Linked DNA regions of Mus musculus: all the other regions are linked to region 2. Evidence: chromatin contacts called from public ChIA-PET, Hi-C, HiCAR-type, HiChIP or PLAC-seq and promoter capture Hi-C data. All regions are on one chromosome and are shown on one strand. Each heading gives the region's core, a stretch centred on a gene start, on an enhancer-like site or on the middle of the called end of the contact. The rest is flanking DNA. Distances are from core to core; before and after follow the strand shown. Region 1 holds the start of Dek (DEK proto-oncogene (DNA binding)). Region 2 holds the start of Fam8a1 (family with sequence similarity 8, member A1). Region 3 has its middle 57 kb from the start of Rbm24. Region 4 overlaps Stmnd1 (stathmin domain containing 1). Region 5 holds the start of Kif13a (kinesin family member 13A). Region 6 has its middle 14 kb from the start of Stmnd1.

Region 1 (2,933 bases), core at 199-2,698, 440 kb before region 2:
TACAGTCTCGTCTTCAAGATGGCAGGCCTGTTATGATGGACAGAGGATTCGGTACTTATAAAGGAACGGATGAGAATGGTATCAAAACAGTGATGGCCTGGAGGTAAGAGAAATACTTGACCAGAGATAAGTGATGGGAAGGACCGAGTTCATTGATGACAATAGGAAGGAGCAGCCCTGGCAGTGGAAGAGTAAATCCTAGATAGTGTGAATGACAGCCATGTGCAGGAACATGAGGGAAGGCATGTGTGACTGACAGGCCAACTGTGTCAGGGAGCCATCAGACAGAGGGTCAGCAGCCAGTTAAGTAGCATCTTACACGTTGTGATATGGAAATTTGGAGGTTATTCCAAGTTATGATGGGACCATCTGAGGCTTATAAGCAGAAGATCAAACTAAATAAAATAGCTTTGGCTGAGGTGTGATTAGTGGGAAAAGGCAGAGAGAGTAGCCCTTGGAAAGGGCTCTGTTGCAACCCAAACTAAAAAACAAAGAAAGGTGAGCAGAATCAGTAGAATGGGAGATGGCTTAAGATCTGAAAGCAAAAATAGCAGGACTTTGCGTATGTTTACAAAAGGGGCACAGAAGAAAATAAAGTCTAACTTTTGTCCCTCAACTTGGAGACTATTATGGCAAATGAAACCAATCATATTTCCACCAGGTTGACTGGATAAAAAAAAGGGAGGGAGGGAGATTATTCTCAGGGTAGGGAAAAAATGAAGACAATCACATAGGAGAGCACGTAAGGAAATGTTGCTTTTAAACTGTGGACTCTAAAAGGTATCAGAGGGCTTGCCTAGAATTCTTGACAGGAGAGTGTGGCTGGACAAATACCGTATCTGCATTATAGGGGAGACCAAGGGGGCTAGAGAAAGGAAGAGGGTGAATCTGTCTAACATTCACCGGTTTGAAACCTATTTATGTCGCTGGTGGTGTGAGCACTTAACGTGGTGGGTCCCTGTCACGGTGCAGCGTACCGGCGACGGGAAGCCTCGCAAGTAGGTCTCATTTGGAAGCCTTCATCTCGAACGACCCCTCGGAAACAAACGTGGTGGCTCCGAATCAACCCCGTCCGCGGGGTGATCGCCGCGTGAAGTCGAGTCGAGAAAGACTTCGGCGGATCCCTCAACTTCGTCACCTCCAGACGCTCCCCGGCTCCGCGGCCCAGGACGGCCGGTCATTTTTCTCCCGGGATCGGGAGGCTGGAAGCTCGCAGGCCCCCTAGCGTCCAACCGTTCAGCGCGGAGGCCCCGGCTCGCGCCCGCCCGCCACCCCGTGCACCCACCCAGCCACCCGCCGGACGCCGCGACCCGGGTCCTCCCGCGGACCGCAGACCCCCCGAGACCCCGCCCGGGCAGCCCGCGAGAGACGCCGCCGCCCCGCCTCCCGCCCGCCCTCCCGCGCGCGCCAACTCCCAGCGCCGCGCGCTGATTGGCCGGCGCCTTCCCGCTCTGCTTCCCGAACCGCCATTTTGAAAATCTTGTTGATTCTGAGGAGCGGGGAGAGAGAGAGCGCGAGAGAGAGCGAGCGCGCGGCGCGAGGACCTCGGCCCCGCGCGACTTCTACACAGCGGCGGCCTTCTCGTGCGCACCCGCGGTGAGGACGGCGGCGGGGAGGCGCCGGGGCAGCGGGGAGGGGACGCGGCCAGAAGCACTGAGGCCCGCCGCGGGGGAGGGGACTCGCAAGGCTCGGCTCGCCTGGGCCACACTGGCCGGGCCCGAGCCGGCCCGGGGCGGCGCAGGCCGGGCGGGAGCGCGCGCGGGCGGCTGAGAGGGCGGTGCGGTTTCCCGCCTCGGGCATCCCCGGGGAGGCGGGCCGAGTGACAGACCCAGGGTAGGCGACTTGGAGGGGAGCTGACGCTGGGCGCTCGGCACGCTCCATGCCCGCGCGAGCGAGAGAACCGAAGCGTGCGGCTTCCTCCCCGCCCGCAGGCCCCCAGCATGTCGGCGGCGGCGGCCCCCGCTGCGGAGGGAGAGGACGCCCCCGTGCCGCCCTCATCCGAGAAGGAACCCGAGATGCCGGGTCCCAGGGAAGAGAGTGAGGAGGAGGAGGAGGATGACGAAGACGATGATGAAGAGGACGAGGAGGAAGAAAAAGGTGGGTGGGCAGGGATACGCATCCCTCACGGGTGGATTTTTTTTTTTCCCACATCAAAAGTTTCCCCTTCCCTCGCTCCTTTTGGGAAACAGTTATCTTGCATTTTAACGCTTAGAGGCGTCAAGTCGGAGTGGTGGATTTCACGCGAATGCTAACAATCAGTGGCAGAGAATCTGGATTTTTTTTTTTTTTTTTGAGTATTTGCCAAGGTTTCGGTGCAAGTGTAGCAAGAGCCTTTTCCCGATGCGCCTTCAGAACACTTCGTCGTTCGTTTAGGGAGTTTGTAAGTCTGAGATCCGCTTTTTGAAGTTACCCCGAGGTTCCGTAACGAAACAACACTGCAAGGCATTCTTGCAAATCCTGGAAATGTTTTCATTTCCATATTCTCGGCTGTGTGTAGCTGCTGATTCCCTCCCCCGCCCCTCCCCCATAAGGGTTCTTGTGGGAGTGCTTTTCTTTGCCGTGAAAGTTGTTGCTGTTGGAGAAAGTAGTTTAAAAATGAGAAAACTGAACTGAAAGTTAGAACGGGAGCCCGCAGCTCTCTCGGTTTTGGGGACTGATTCTGACCCAAGGAGGGTGGTAAGAAGCCTCATTTGAGTAGAGGCAGAGCGGGGCGAAGAAGCATTGTGTCAGTCAGAGTGCATGCATCAGTCTACCCGACAGGCTCAGCTATTGGAAAATCCAAGGCACAGCTTCACAATCTAGCTTAATGGTGCAGATGGCCACAGCTCAGCCAGACTTGGGAGCAGGCCTAAAGGTTAAAGTGCTCTTCCCAAACTGTCATTTCTTTTCTTTTCTTTCTTTTCTTTCTTCTTTTTTTTTTTTATAAATACCAT
Region 2 (2,700 bases), core at 95-2,594:
GCCCAAGTCTTGGTGATTTCTAGTATTCTAATCTCGAGCCTCCCAACAGCGGGCTTGCCACCCAAGGCTAGCTTTGGATCTTTCCAGAGCCTGAAGATTACAGAGAGGATGGTTTGATAAGCATACGTCTCTACACACAAGAAGGGCTAGTGTCAGGAGTAAGGGAACCTACTAGCCGTGCCAGGTCTTAAGGGAAGGACAATCAACATTGCTTCACAGTACGTTTTTAGAATTTAGGGCCTGGGCAAACCATAGCTGATGTATGTGGGAACTATCAATGGTAGCAGCAGCTCCCCGGTTATATTTTTTCAGGAGCGAGCATACTTGTTCAATGATCCTTCAAGAGACCCCTCTGGCTAGTACAGACCTGTCTTATTCCAAGTTTGAGGCTAGCCTGGCCTACATACTGTGTTAGCCTACACCACAGGGTGAGATCCTTCCAAAATGTTAGTGGTAGGAATGGCAGTGATTTTTTTTTTTTTTTTTTAAAAAGGACCTCGACTCTATCCCTCCTCCATCCTACCCAACACCCCCCACCCCACCCCCGCGCCAACCCCGATCTCACCTGCCTGCCGCCCGGTGTCGCTGGCAGTCCGCGCAGGGGCTGCAGAACCCACCCTGGTCCCGGGGGCCGCCCGGGCCGATGGCTGCACGTGCGGGGCCCGGGCCGTGAGGCCCGCGACAGCCGTCGGGGTGGCGCCGCCCGTGGCCGCCCCCGGCCCGGGCCCCGCAGCGCTCAGGAAGTAGAAGGGGTTGTAGTACGCCAGCTGCGGCGGCGGCGGTGGCGGCGGGGACGACGGCGTCGGCGGGGACGACGGCGAGGGGACGGCGGGCTGCGGGGCGGTGGCGGCGGGTGGTGGCGGGCCGCAGTAGGCGGGCAGGGCGGCCAGGCCGCTGTGCCAGGTCAGGTAGCCGCAGTAGGACTGCCACAGCCATTCGTGCACCTGCCGCGAGTACTCGCGCGCGCTCAGCCGCCCCGGGCCGTCCGACGCCTCGCAGTCTCCCGCCTCCGGAGGCTCCGCGCCCGTCTCCCGGCGCTTGCGGAGCTCGCACTGCGGCTCGGGCTCCGACACTGCCGAGGCGACGCTCGCGAGGGCCGGGGACCGGGGGGCGGCGGCGGTGGCGGCGACGGTGGTGGTGGGAGAGCCTGGCTCGGAAGGGACCGGCTCGTGGTCCCCGCCACTGCCATCCTGCTCCGGAGGGCGGCTCCGGGCTTCCTCGGGCCCCTCTGCCATCGTCGCCCCGGAGGCCCCCTCCGCGCTGCCTGTCAAGGCGCCGTCGCCCGCCCTCGGCGGCCCCTCCCCAACCGCTCGCTCGCTCGCCACCACAGCAGCAGTGGGCGTCAACAATCCGCCTCCGGAAGCGGAAACCCCACCTCTCCGGCGCGCCAGGCTTGGGGAGCCGGGCGGGCGGTTGGTGGTGCTTTGTGAGTTGGTTCCTGGGCTACGCGATGTTTCTCGGGGGTCCTCTGTGGTACGTTTTAATCATAAATTGTGGCATATTCGGTAACGTAACGCGTCGCGGCATCGCACAACCACGTGTGCGATGCCGAGGACGTGGTCCTGGACACTGTGAACGCATCCATTTAGGCTTACGTCTGTGAGGCATTCGCCACCACTCTTGAGAATTCTAATGAACTCCATTACCAAGGTCCCTAGAGAAGATCCTGTGGGGTTAGGACATGATTGTCCCTTGTGAAACTGCATCTGACTCACCAGAATTTCCACTCCTTCAACCACAGTATTTGTTTCTTGCTTAGCACCTTAGTCTGTGTATGGTTTCGTCTTCTTTTCATCTATATGCAGCCTCCCAGATACTGATAACCTTAATACACTTTGCTATGTTAATAAGCCCAGTTAGGGGTAGTTGTGTGACTTTGAATTCCCAGGACCATATAAGGAATCTACAAGAGCCAAATACTATGAGAATATTGAACGATTATTGTGCTGGCTAATTTTATGTCAACTTGATAGAGTCTAGAGTCATTTGAGAGGAGGCAAGACCAATTGAGAAAATGCCTCTGTAAGATTGGGCTGTAGGCAAACCTGTAGAGCATTTTAAATTAGTGATTGATGTGGAAGGGCCCAGCCCACTGTGGGTGGTACAACTCCAGGCTGCTGTTCTGGGTTCTATAAGAAGGAAGACAAGCCATGGGATGAGCATCAGCTCCTGCCTCCAGGTTCCTGCCCATTTGAGTTCCTGTCCTGACTTCCCTCAGTGATGGACTACAATGTAGAATTGGAAGCCAAATAAACTCTTCCCCAACTTGCTTTTGGTCCTGGTGTTCACCACAGCATGCCGCACCTAATGGCTTGAACATGACAGTGATGCCGAGAGTCAATCCTGTCTTTCCTCTGGGAGACAGAAAAGACATCACTTTTGGCCTTTAAGAAATTCATCTGCTTCAAGGGAAAATCTTCCATGAAACACTTGAACACCTATTCACGATCATCACTAGCAGCAGGAAACATAGCTCAACACCACCAGCTCTGCAACCTGCGACACTCCTTTCCCAGCTTCAGAGACCCTTATTTAGGTACAGACCAGATTCATTCATTCATTCTCTTCCTTTCTCCCTGTCTCTTTCTCTCTTCCCCTTTCTTTCCTTCCCTCCTTCCTTCCTTCTTTTTTATTTTTTATTTTTATTTTTTGAGACAGGGTTTTTCCATGTAGCTCTGGCTGTCCTGAAACTCATTCTGT
Region 3 (2,753 bases), core at 55-2,554, 310 kb after region 2:
GCACACGAGTCTCTTTAGAATAACTGTATCCCTGGCAGGATGTTTAAACCATCTCTGTCTGGCCCTTTCCAAATATTGTGAGGAAAGAGCGTATGCCCTGAGCTGTTCTACAACTGGAGGTTTGAGGGAAATCGTAAGTCTAGAGTTGTTGACAGAGGCAGCAACCTGCCTGTGCTGCTAGTTCTTCGCCTGATATTAGGGTTTACACCCGCAGGGTCTCTCCACTCTATTGCAATAAAGCCAGCAGCAGAGACTGGGGAAATAAACAAGGTGGGAGTCACTCCTTCCTAATCCTTAGAGCTTTGCCCAGAGAACTTGGATGATGACGGACCACAGACATGAGCAGCCCCAGGGTGCTAAGATTATCTATCTGGACTAGCAGAGGAGACTTTAAAAAAAAAATAGAAAAAAACTAGATTGGAAACACATACGACTTCATTTTTTATGTGCACATATGTGTATGCATGCATTTATGTGCATGCATGTATGTATATGTGCACTTGCATGTACGCATGTACGTGTCTTTACATATGCAATGGAAGCATGTCAGAGAAAGTTCTAGAATCTGAGATTTCATCTAGGGGCAAGAGGTAACTAGAGCACACGTTAGAAAAGTCAGCGTACCTGTCTTGTGCTTGAAGTAGTGTAGAAGGTCAGGGAGAGGGAAGTAAGGCATTAGAAGGAGGAGCCCTTCACTAGGGAATTCGGTTGAAGCCTTTGCCAGCAGCAGGGCAAGAACCACAGCACAATTAACAATCACCAGAGAGGTCTTTCTCCTTCCCAGCCGCAAGCCAGCTTCGGTCTAGGAATCTCAAGAGAAACCCCACTCCCAGGGAAAGGACTTGTGCTAAAGCCCTTGCACGACCTCACTGGCTCTTGCTTTTACCCAATCATATTACAGTTCCATCCAAAGGCCTCTTCAGAATCACCTCACATCTCTCTCTTATCAAAAGGGAGAGAAAAAGAAAGGTTTCCTAGCAACCTTAGAGATGTAACTTGAGAGGCACCAACATAGGCTGTGTTAACTGCTGAGACAATTAGTTGCCCCCCACTCCCACCCCCACTCCAATCCTTCAGGAGCCCTTCCTCACGTTTGGGTATGTCTCACTTTTCTCTTAGCACCCCTCCCCATGCTTAAACCTGTATTAAAGAAATTTTAATAAAATCGCCGACTGCTTCATAAGCTGGCTATCTTAAAATTCTTTGCTGTGTCAAAGCCACAAAGCCTCCTTGGCTGTGAGTCAGATCTCTGAACGTCTAGGGAAGCGCCTCAGGCTTCCGGAGGATGGCTAGATGGAGGAAGTTGTGTGTGTGTTCCCTTTGCACTCGGAAGCTCATTCAGTAAAACAATTGTTCACGTGTGCGCGCGCATACACAGGTCAATTTCCTTTATGTGATATTTTGAACATTGCTGATTCCTTATTCTTTGTTGGTTAACATATAAAGAAGTGGGCTTCGTTGTGACAGTTCATGCACAGTTATAGATCAGTGCGGTCCACTACTCCCTACCTTATCTTCCCTCCCCCTTGCCTCCCCCTTCCTCTCTTCAAATAATCTCCCTTCTGCTCATGTGACCCATGCATTCTCTTACCTTCTCTTGCTCCCCTGCTCTTTAGGCCACTTCCTTTCACACATCTATATACAACACACACACACACACACACACACACACACCATGTCTTTTTTTTTTTTTTGTCTTCTAAATCTGATTTATTTCACTTAACTTAATAATCTCCAATTTGACCCATTTTCCTATGGATGCCATAATTTTATTCTTTTGAGCTGAATAAAATTCCATTGTGCGCCTGGTGGTGGTGGTGGCTCACACCTAGTCTATGAAGGATTCAGGACAAGCAAGGCTACATGGAGAAACTCTGTCTCAAAAAACACAAACAAATCAATCCATTGTCTGCATAGACTGCATTGATTTTTTTAATCCTTTTATCCATAGATGACCACTTACACTTTGAAACATTCTTTATAAAGTTAAAATATCTTAGAGAAAATATCACATCAGTATCTGGCTTATCTTTTTGCCACCAGCATATTCAATTCCAAGGATAATGGAGAAGGACATTTTCTTCGTGAAGGATATTCTCACTGGTTCTATTTTTTTTTTTTTTTTTGCCATTATAAATAACACTGCAAGAAATTTCTTTGTTCTCATGTAAATTTGCACTATATGAATAGATCATGAAATACTGCAATAAAGTGGAAATGCTGGCAATGACAGCAAAGGCAACTTTGCTAAATTGCCCTCTGGAGAGATAGGATGAATGCATGCTCCCATATACGCAAGCATGCTGCAGTAAGTGTCTATGGGCTGGCTATAGAATCCTCAGTAGAGAGCATGTTAGTCATGTAAGTTCTCAGGCCGGCTCTAGTCCTGAGTCTGCATGGTAGTATCGTCCCTGGGGGTGGGGGGCGGGGCACTGGAAGTGTTAAGCAGGTAAGGCTGAGCAGCTCTGTCTGTAACCTCTGCCCAACAGTTGGCTGCCAAGCTCTGTTACTTTGTAATTCCTTTCATTTTTTGATATCAGTGGACATGACATTTATTGGGTGTCTCTGGGGAAATCCCAGATTCTGGGATTGAGTCCTGGAACAAGGAAATGGACAGGGACAATGTGAATGAATAGTAGTAGCAAAAGCAGGGATAGTTTGGTAGAAAAAGATATACTTCCAAGGAAAGAAACCTGCTGGAGCTCAAACAATTCCCCTCACAAAGGAGGAGCCTGGGGGCAGGGTCATTTGCA
Region 4 (2,700 bases), core at 19-2,518, 370 kb after region 2:
GCACGAAAACTGAGCTATTCTGTAAAGCAGGTTCCCCTTGGCCCTCATTTTATGTTCTTCTTATGACAGCTGGTTCTTAAGCTTCCTGCTGGCAAATGCCACTTGCTGGAAAGAGGGACATACCTGCTAATGGAGGCTCAAACTAGAGGTACTTTGAAATTCACACAAAAACCCTTATTAGGAATGTTCACTCTCAGAAGACTGAAAGAAAATGGAAACCCAAGAGCCAATGAGGGAATGGCAAGCCAGACATCTCAAAACAGTCTGAATCTTGACAGAAATTGTGTGCCAATGAAAGATCTGGAGAGCAGTTTGGGTTTTCTGATAGGGGAAGGTGCTTCCTGTGACCATTCCAAAGTGATGTCTTTGGTTTCATTCTCTGCTTCCCTTTGAGACATGGACTGTACCCCTGAGGGCCCTTGTCCTTTCTTGATGTTGATATGTTATGCTAAAACCACCTCCATAGCTATCGGGCTTTAGGGGTCGCTCACTTTGTAGAGTGCTTGCCTAGTGTGGATGAAGATCTTGGTTTACTCTCCAGTACTGTATAAATCAGGCGTGGCCGTGCATGGCTGTGATCCCAGCTCTCAGAAGGTGGAAGCACTGAGATCATCCTTGGCTAAATAGTGAGTTCAAGGCCAGCCTTGGTGATACCAAACCTTGCTTCAAGACAGACAAAGAAAACAAAATAAAAAGACCCCTATAAACAGAATTGTATTCTTCACAAATGAAGTTCAGATAGACAGAATCTTTGAAACTGTGCTGCTTACAGGTCTTAATGGTGTTCACATGTGCACAGAGATGTCTAGACTCAAAATCTCAAATACCTTGAAGTCTAGAGAAGCTATCAGTTAAATTGTGTTCACTGGGAGTAGTGTCAGAAGACTGACAACCCTGAGCACAACATTAGGTGCTAAGAGATGAATCACATTTTTGGCCAAGATACCCATGCATGTCTGCCTTACATCCACTGCTGTAACTCCTTAGGGCTTTCCTAATTAGCTCTTCACCTACAAATGAACCCACCTTGGTCATGTTTCCTAAGGGAGTCTCCTGCACCGAAGAGGCCAAAGCTTCCTGCAGCCTGTTCTTTGGCCTCCAAGCCCTCGGTGAGGGAGATTGCTAGCTGTGATCACTGACATATTATTTGAGTCCTATCTCAACCAGCTTCCTCCATACCTCTCCAGGAGGCTCAGCACACAATACTAGAAACTCTGCTGCCATGGAAAGTCCTTAACTACAGTGAAGGTGACCCAGTCCAGAAACAGAGATGACAATAAACTTTGACCAGACAGGAGGAATTAGTAAATAATTCACCAAGTTTGTGAAAAGCAGCCAGGATATGCTAAGAGATGCAAGGGCATGAGTTTGAGGTCAAAGCCACCTGAAAACAATAACACCTGTGAACACATGAAAGCCAGGCATGTATCAATGCAAAGGTTGTTCTCTACCACCACACACATTGACTCTGTCACATACAACCTGTGTGTGCTTACAATGAAGTCACTTCAAGACGCATTATAATGCTTTAAAATACCTGGGAGCTTCCTTCTCTGAGCTGATAGTCAGCTTCTTACTGGTTCCCTCTCCAGGTGTGTGTATATGTGCTTGTGTGTGCACACATTTGTGTGCAGGTATGCATGTATATGTGTACATGTAGATGCCAGAGGTGGATGCTGAGTGCCTTCTTCTATCACTTTCAGTTTTATTTATTGAGGCAGGGTATGTTAGTTAGGATTATTATTGTTGTGATAAAACACCACAACTAAAGGCTACTGGGGAGGTAAGGGTTTATTTTTCATTACAGTTCCACAGCAGTGTTCATCACTGAAGGAAGTCAGGACAGGAACTCAAGCAGGGCAGGGACCTGGAGGTTCCCGATTCAGAGGACTGTCTCCCTTCTCATGTCTTGTTCAGCTTGCTTTCTTATAGAACCCAGGACCCTCACACCCCCCCCCCCCAGGACAGCGCCATGCACAATGAGTTGGGCCTTCCTCCATCAATCGCTAACTGAAAAAGTACCCTACTGGATTGCTGAGAGCCTAGCATCACGGAGGCATTGTCTTCATTGAAGCTTCCTCCTCTCAGATGACTTTAGCTTGTGTCAAGTTGGCATAAAACTAACTGGCACACAGGGGCTGTCACTAAACCTGGAGCTCACCAATTTTTCAAGACCAGATCCTCAACATGAATGGGTGTGGCCTTCTCTGGGGACCCCAGTTCAAAGTACAAACATGCTTGAAAAGTGTTTATCCAGAGAGGACCTCATAAGTGATAAAATAGGGGGAAATAGGTAAAGGGGAGGTGCTGTGGTGGGCACAGGTATTCCATGGACAAGTGGGGAGAGACTAACCTCCTAAGATGCTCCCAAATTAGTGTAACAAAGGTGCCCCACTTCCAGCATCCTTTATTCTTTTATACTTCAAGGGAAAATGCAGTGAAGGATGAGAAGAGGCCAAGAGAGGGCAGACATATGTCCGGAGGGAGTTCCCCTGTGTTTGTGAATGCCAGTTGCCCGACACCATACCTCTTGTTTTTTCAAGCATTCTCACACTTATCCTAGCTGCCCGTGTCATGTATTCATTTTCTCCCTGCTAGGCATGATGGCACACACCTATAATCCTAGCACATAGTCATCTGACCCAGGAGGATGACAGGTTTTCGAGAAGTTAGCCTATACAGCAAGATTCTGCCTCAGAG
Region 5 (2,700 bases), core at 166-2,665, 260 kb before region 2:
GAAATATTTGAAGAGCGGAATGAATGGAGGGACAGAGAAGGCGGGTAGCACTAGGAACCCAGGAGGCAGACTGCTGTATGACCCTCCGAGGTGACCTGAGTTCGTTGGTCGCCAGAATCAAGGTGAGAGAGACTAAGGAACAGCAGCGGAAGCACTGCTTCAAGTCAGGCTTCCTGGGAGCCGGAGGTGTGACTCAGTGGTACAGCGGTAGACCGCATGTGCAAGTCAGTCGCATCACGGGGCACCAGTTGGTGACAGACGGAATCCCTCCTATTTAGACCACCTGCTACACGTGGTTTACCATAATAAGTATCTCTCCTCCCTCAGTGTGGCTTCTGGAGACCAGAGCCAGCGAAGTTGTTCCTGCTTGTGTGTGGTCTCTACAGTACGGCACGCAGTAAGCACCCCATAAAACTCCCCATAAAGCAGTTCGTGAATGAGTGAATTTGGACCTTCATGCCATAGTGAGATTCCCCACCGGATCCAAACTGTTAAGACTTGGAGCACTTTTCAAAAACGCCTTGGCACCACGGAAGCGCCGCCCTCAAGCACTTGTTGAACCAAACAGAGCAAATCCGCTTCCTTCGGTTCCGCCCAGGCTGGGAGGTCTGGCTTTGGCAAAAGCGCGGATCGCGCTGCTGTGCCTTTCTTACGTAAGAGTTAATGAACCCTCCCGGCCATCTAGATCCCTCCCATTACAAGGGCGCAAGGGAAAGAAAATGAGCGCCGTATTTACAAACACACGGTTTTGGTGGTCCATTGCAAATTCATGTCTAGCCTTGGCTCCCCACAAAGAGCTTCCAACACCGCGGCAAAGCTCGGTGTGGGGCGCCGAGGGGCGGTGCGCTGTGGATGTCAGTGGAGGCGGAAGGATAGCGTGGATTAGGCCTGCGCACCCGGCACCCTCTCCAATGCCCCCCAGACCGCCCCAGGGCCCCGGCTGTGAGGGTGACAGCGGCCCCTGAAGGTGACTCGAGCTCCAGGAGGTGTCTGTGACGTCCCCCGCAGGCTCAGGAACAGGGGAAGCCAGGGGCTCCTTCTCCAGGCCCAGCAGCCCGGAGCCCGAACGCCTTTGCAGAGCGTCCCTTCCCGTGTCCCGGCTGCCCTGAGGCCGGAGACGCTCGCCTTTGTAAAGCGCCCCTTCCCGGTCTGCAGCGGCCTTACAGCCCGGGCGCGGCCCCCGGAGCGGAAGATGGCGACGCTGCCCGGCTCCCGGCGGCCGCGAGGGGCCGCGGTGCTGCGCGCTCGGCCCGGCCCGAGCGGCTAGAGCGGCGCTTGGGCCCGCGGCCTCCTCCCGCTGCCGCGCCCCGCCCCGCGCCCGCCCCTCCCCGGGCCCGGCCGTGCCCCGCGTCGCGCTCCCCCGGGATGGCCCGCGCGCCTCGGCGCTGCGTCTCGGAGCTCTCGGCGGAGCGGCGGCGGCCGCGCTCGGGGGGCGCGCGGCTGCTGCTGCGGCGGCGGCGGCGGCGCGGCGCTTGAAGGGGCCGCGTCGGGCGGAGCAGCGCGCCGCCAACATGTCGGATACGAAGGTAAAAGTTGCCGTCCGGGTCCGGCCCATGAACCGAAGAGGTGAGCCGCTCTCCCCAGCTCCTTTTGCATTTCTGCTCCGGCCGAGGGCGGGGGGCAACTTTGCAAACTGCAGGGCGGCCGGGGATCGGGGACACCGGTGTGGCCCGGCGTGGCCCCGGGTGGAGGCGGCGCCCAGGCTCTGGCCGCGGCCACTATGTGCCCGGGGCGCCGTCTCCCTGCCTGCCCGGACTGAGCCACGCGCGCCGGCTGCGGCCGCGGATGCTCCACTTTGCAACATCACCCTGCCCCTGTGCTTTCAGAGCTGGAACTGAACACCAAGTGCGTGGTGGAGATGGAAGGGAACCAGACGGTCCTGCACCCTCCTCCTTCCAACACTAAGCAGGGAGAAAGGTAAATCCCATCCCGGCGGCTCCTGCCAAGTTTGAGCCCGGAAAAACCGAGTGCGCTCTCCCATTGTTAGCAAGGGTGGCTTCAAGTTTGTCCCACGCTCATGCGGAAAGCGGTTGCAAGTGCAGGGTCCCCTCCCCTCCTTGTGCCCATCACTTCTTGTCCCCTCTCATCCAGAGCGATGTCTCCCAGGCAGGGAACCCTGGCCAGAGTCAGCACTCTGGCTTCCAGGCTCCTAGAACGTGAAGGGACCGGATGGAGATGTGTAGCCCAGGCCACATCTTAACACCTAGGAAAGACGTTATCTGAAGCGTGCAAATGACCAATCCAAGGCCTTATTGATGGAGTTCAGCTCCAGCGATTCTTACGTTGTTTGCCCCTTTTCGCAGAACTGCTTAGGATGTTGTATATGAAATGGGGGCTGGGAGCCTAAGAAATCAAACACCCAAGTACAAGGCTAGGGTCATTTAAAATCTGTATGTAGGTTGTTGGAGGTGGTGAGTTGAGATGGTGTCTGAAAGTAATTCGGGAATTTTGATTTTCGAGGAAACAGACAGAGTGCTGATACGGAGCTGTTTAGACACTGGGATGGGGGAATGTTAAAAGGGGCTGCATTTTCTAGATGGCAAGGCATTTGCATTTGAAAAGTCCTGACTGTGGGATCCTTATTAATTCTACTGTGTTCCATGCAATGGTATGGGAAAACGCCCTAAAATAGTGTGAATATTTGGCATTTTTATGGTAAGCCCCTGAGAAGAAATTGGTTGGGATTCATTCGTTATGGCA
Region 6 (2,963 bases), core at 7-2,506, 410 kb after region 2:
TAAATCTAACCAAAATTCTTCCTCAGTGAAATTCTTAGGAGTTCAGTGGTGTGGGGCATGCAGATATATCCCTTCTAAGGTGAAAGATGAATTATTGCACCTGGCCCTTCAGACCAATAGGACAAGGAAAAGGCAAGGTTAAAAGTAAAATTACTCCAACTGTACAATTACCATATATCAAGATACCATGATAACTTCCCATAGCCTTTTCTCCTGGTGCATCATGGTCCAGAGAATTCAATCGCCCATCCTTGTGGAGTCATGGAAGAGGTGTTTTCTGTCCTTAAAAACAAATGACATTATATGCAACCTGGCTGTCAAGTCCTTGGACCTGGGGCACCAGACAGTGTGGGACAGGGAATCCCTGTGAAATGGACACCACCCGGGTGAGCCTCTACCCAAGTGTCTGCCCAGAGGAAGTCTCCAAGCTATAAAGACTGAATGGGGAATACACCTGAGTGGAGTCTAGGAATGGGCAAGGGACTCAGCTGAGAAGAGAGGCCAGGCAGGACAAGGATGGCTCGGATTTGTAAGAGCGCCAGAAGCTCAGGTTAGCCAGAGGAAGGGTTGTGGAGAGTTGCAGAGGCTGGAGTAGTGAAGACTCATTTACATTAGTGCAGGAGAGAGTTACCCAAAGCAGAGAGGGAAATTCCTAAAAAGAAGCAGAGAGGAGGGGGCATAGAGTTGTGGGTACCCATTCACACCAGTCAGACTGGAAGACAGATTTAGTAGTGGGAAAAAGTTAGCCTTTCCCTCTTTACTGCTTGATCTTACTTAACATGCTGTAAAAGGAAGGCCCAGCGTTGGCATGCTGCATAGCTGCAGAATGATTGCCTCGTATGCATGCATGCAAAATGCACCTAGTGCCAAATAAGAGAGAAAGAAGCAAGACCTGAAACCGAGCCCAAGCAATGAAATTGCACACCAAAAACTCAGTTCAGAAATTCTGGACCTGAAACAACCCTGTGACCCCAAAAGTAAAAACTGATTAAATCTGACATCTATCTGACGTCTTGCCAGGCAATGAAGCAGGAAAAGATGGAACCATAATTCTAGGAGACCAGTGGGACCTTTTCCAGGAATAGTATGCATGTTTGAATTCTAAACCAAGACACTAGCGTTTGTTCTAGTTTCCTTTCTGTTGCTGTGATGAACAACCACAGCAATTTAGAAAGGATTTTTCTGGCACTTCCTCCTTGTCATAGTCTATCACTGAGAGAAGTCCAGGCAGGAACTCAAGCAAGATCTTAAAGGGGAAGTCGTGGACAAACACTGATGGCTGGCTTGTCCTAAGACACATGCTTCATCTCTCCAGGAATGTCACTTCCCAAGTAGGCCGGGCCCTCCTACTATTATTATCAATTAATAATCAATTATAAGTAATCAGTCTTGTTGACCCCAGACATGTCTACAAGCCAATCAGATCTGGTTATTTTCAAAATCAAGACCTCCTTCTCAGGTGACTCTAGGCTGTGTGTCAAATGGACAGTTAAATGTCACCAGGACACATGTTTTATTATTATATCACGTACACTCATAGACTCATAGAATCAGAGAGAATGAATAGGAACATGAGAAATATCAAAAAGATCCGAATGGGCTTTTCTATTTTTTCTTTCTTTTTTCTTTTTCTTTTTTGTTTGTTTGTTTTAAAGACAGGGTTTCTCTGTATAGTCCTGACTGTCCTGGAACTCACTGTGTAGACCAGACTGGCTTCAAATTCACAGAGACCCACCAGCCTCTGTCTCTCAAGTGCTGGGATCAAAGGCATGTTCTACCACGGCCAAGGCCAAATGAACTTTTGAATCTGAAACTTTCATGTATGAGATTTAAAAAAAACAAACTGAATTCAATGGGATTAACAACCTATTAGATACTACTGAGGAAAATATGAGAGACCTAGAAGACATAGCAATGAAATTACTCCAAGTAAAACTTATGAAGGAAAAGATTAAAACCCCCAAAGGTTATCATGCACTGATGGATAACTTCACACACCCCAAATATATATATATATATATGTATGTATAACTGGAAAATACATTGAATGGCATAAAGTCATAGCACAAGACCAGGAAGGGAGAAATGAAAACATAATTGAAGTAAAGAAAAAAAGCATGGTAATATCTTTGGATAAGTTTCCAAAGATTAAAAAACCAATTTCCCCAAACAAACAAAAACAATGCCACAGCACCTTCCCCTCCCCCCTCAAAAAAAACCTACTCTTCCAAGTAACTGACAGGTTAGTTGTGTGTGGTATCTAGCTCATGTCTGCAGTCTCAGCTCTTGGAGGCTGAGGCAGGAGAATAGATGCCAGTTTGAGCTAGCCTGGGGCACATAATGAGTTCTAAGGCAGCCTGGGCTCCTTAATGAGACTTGTCATAGAAGCCTGAAGCCACTTGAACAACAACACTTCCTAAGGACATGTGGCAATGGTTGCCCGTGATTTCAGAAGTCTCGTAGTTGGCAGTAGTTAGTTCTGTGATCTCATACATAATTTTTCCTGTCTGAACATCTAAGCATGGACCTACCAGCTCCTGTTGGATTCTTTTCCAAAACCAAATAGCTATGCCAATTGTTTATTGAGACAGTGCCAGAGAAGGGACAACAATGTTTTCAGGTCTCCTTTAAGAAAAGGGTGCTGGTTGGGGCGGGGGAGACTCCCTTTCTAGCTTTACTCTGAGACAAGTGAAGGTGAGGACTCTCTCCCAGCCCTCTGTGGAAGCTGGAGTCCTTCTGGACTAACAGTGGCTTTTGGGATGCTGCTGCTGTGATTAAGTCACCAAGAGCCACTGGGGGGCGATATCACCGCACCGATACTGAGTGCTACTCTTGCTTTTACTGTGTCCAAAGCTCTGAGTAAACTTAGGTGGTGGGTGATCTGGTGCATCTGTCTATGCTACAATTAAGTCCTAATGCACTAATTATGTCTCCTCTCAAAGTAACAGTGATAATCAGTGGAA

The links. Promoter capture Hi-C pulls out the DNA fragments that hold promoters and counts their contacts. A called contact is a pair of places that touch in the nucleus more often than the background predicts. ChIA-PET counts read pairs in DNA pulled down with a chosen protein or histone mark. HiCAR-type assays count read pairs that join an accessible place to other places. HiChIP or PLAC-seq counts read pairs in DNA pulled down with a chosen protein or histone mark.
Region 1: a contact with region 2 is called in a promoter capture Hi-C map of hematopoietic stem and progenitor cells, with 3 times the contacts expected there. The contact joins the promoter of Dek here to the promoter of Fam8a1 in region 2. A contact is called at or near these places in 18 of 39 promoter capture datasets (the 3T3-L1 cell line, the C10 cell line, the HPC-7 cell line and 12 more), 14 of 484 Hi-C or Micro-C datasets (Th1 cells, embryonic stem cells, erythroblasts and 5 more), 7 of 115 datasets of contacts at active chromatin or transcription factors (effector CD8 T cells, embryonic stem cells, large pre-B cells and 4 more) and 3 of 9 other capture datasets (adipose tissue, embryonic stem cells and liver).
Region 3: a contact with region 2 is called in an RNA polymerase II ChIA-PET map of effector CD8 T cells, with 15 read pairs. The contact joins the enhancer-like site here to the promoter of Fam8a1 in region 2. A contact is called at or near these places in 6 of 39 promoter capture datasets (embryonic stem cells, hippocampal neurons, liver and 2 more), 9 of 484 Hi-C or Micro-C datasets (CD4 T cells, the HL-1 cell line, astrocytes and 6 more), 15 of 115 datasets of contacts at active chromatin or transcription factors (CD8 T cells, astrocytes, bone marrow-derived dendritic cells and 12 more) and 1 of 9 other capture datasets (liver).
Region 4: a HiCAR-type map of kidney shows a contact between it and region 2, with 5 times the contacts expected there. The contact joins the enhancer-like site here to the promoter of Fam8a1 in region 2. A contact is called at or near these places in 11 of 39 promoter capture datasets (the 3T3-L1 cell line, HPC-7-derived erythroid cells, cranial neural crest and 7 more), 26 of 484 Hi-C or Micro-C datasets (the AML12 cell line, CD4 single positive thymocytes, the HPC-5 cell line and 20 more), 21 of 115 datasets of contacts at active chromatin or transcription factors (the HPC-7 cell line, bone marrow-derived macrophages, craniofacial prominence and 15 more) and 4 of 9 other capture datasets (adipose tissue, liver, macrophages and 1 more).
Region 5: a Hi-C map of muscle stem cells shows a contact between it and region 2, with 7 times the contacts expected there. The contact joins the promoter of Kif13a here to the promoter of Fam8a1 in region 2. A contact is called at or near these places in 3 of 39 promoter capture datasets (embryonic stem cells, frontonasal cranial neural crest and neutrophils), 1 of 484 Hi-C or Micro-C datasets (muscle stem cells) and 1 of 115 datasets of contacts at active chromatin or transcription factors (bone marrow-derived macrophages).
Region 6: an H3K4me3 HiChIP or PLAC-seq map of bone marrow-derived macrophages shows a contact between it and region 2, with 2.6 times the contacts expected there. The contact joins the enhancer-like site here to the promoter of Fam8a1 in region 2. A contact is called at or near these places in 2 of 39 promoter capture datasets (neural stem cells and pre-B cells), 1 of 15 datasets of contacts at CTCF or cohesin (large pre-B cells), 1 of 484 Hi-C or Micro-C datasets (granulocyte-monocyte progenitors) and 5 of 115 datasets of contacts at active chromatin or transcription factors (bone marrow-derived macrophages, embryonic basal ganglia, embryonic stem cells and 2 more).

The regions. Positions count from the first base shown.
Region 1 is chr13:47,104,736-47,107,668 of GRCm38.p6, reverse strand. Dek (DEK proto-oncogene (DNA binding)) reads left to right here and starts at 1,448. Exons shown (of 11, transcript NM_025900.2): 1 at 1,448-1,596; 2 at 1,932-2,097. The coding sequence starts at 1,941.
Region 2 is chr13:46,668,121-46,670,820 of GRCm38.p6, reverse strand. It overlaps Fam8a1 (family with sequence similarity 8, member A1), which reads right to left and starts at 1,344. Exons shown (of 5, transcript NM_001033192.3): 1 at 566-1,344. The coding sequence starts at 1,235.
Region 3 is chr13:46,359,487-46,362,239 of GRCm38.p6, reverse strand. No RefSeq gene overlaps it. Among named protein-coding and RNA genes, the nearest start is that of Rbm24, 57 kb to the left of the region's middle. Within about 2 kb of position 1,304, at least 52 of the 459 cell types and tissues checked have an H3K27ac peak or open chromatin away from gene starts, as enhancers often do. A contact at or near this core is called in CD8 T cells, bone marrow-derived macrophages, effector CD8 T cells and 1 more, where this site is marked.
Region 4 is chr13:46,293,174-46,295,873 of GRCm38.p6, reverse strand. All of the region lies in intron 3 of Stmnd1 (stathmin domain containing 1), which reads right to left. Among named protein-coding and RNA genes, the nearest start is that of Stmnd1, 21 kb to the right of the region's middle. Within about 2 kb of position 1,268, at least 5 of the 459 cell types and tissues checked have an H3K27ac peak or open chromatin away from gene starts, as enhancers often do. A contact at or near this core is called in intestinal villus epithelium and kidney, where this site is marked.
Region 5 is chr13:46,928,433-46,931,132 of GRCm38.p6, reverse strand. Kif13a (kinesin family member 13A) reads left to right here and starts at 1,415. Exons shown (of 38, transcript NM_010617.2): 1 at 1,415-1,566; 2 at 1,827-1,917. The coding sequence starts at 1,512.
Region 6 is chr13:46,257,859-46,260,821 of GRCm38.p6, reverse strand. No RefSeq gene overlaps it. Among named protein-coding and RNA genes, the nearest start is that of Stmnd1, 14 kb to the left of the region's middle. Within about 2 kb of position 1,256, at least 5 of the 459 cell types and tissues checked have an H3K27ac peak or open chromatin away from gene starts, as enhancers often do. A contact at or near this core is called in bone marrow-derived macrophages, where this site is marked.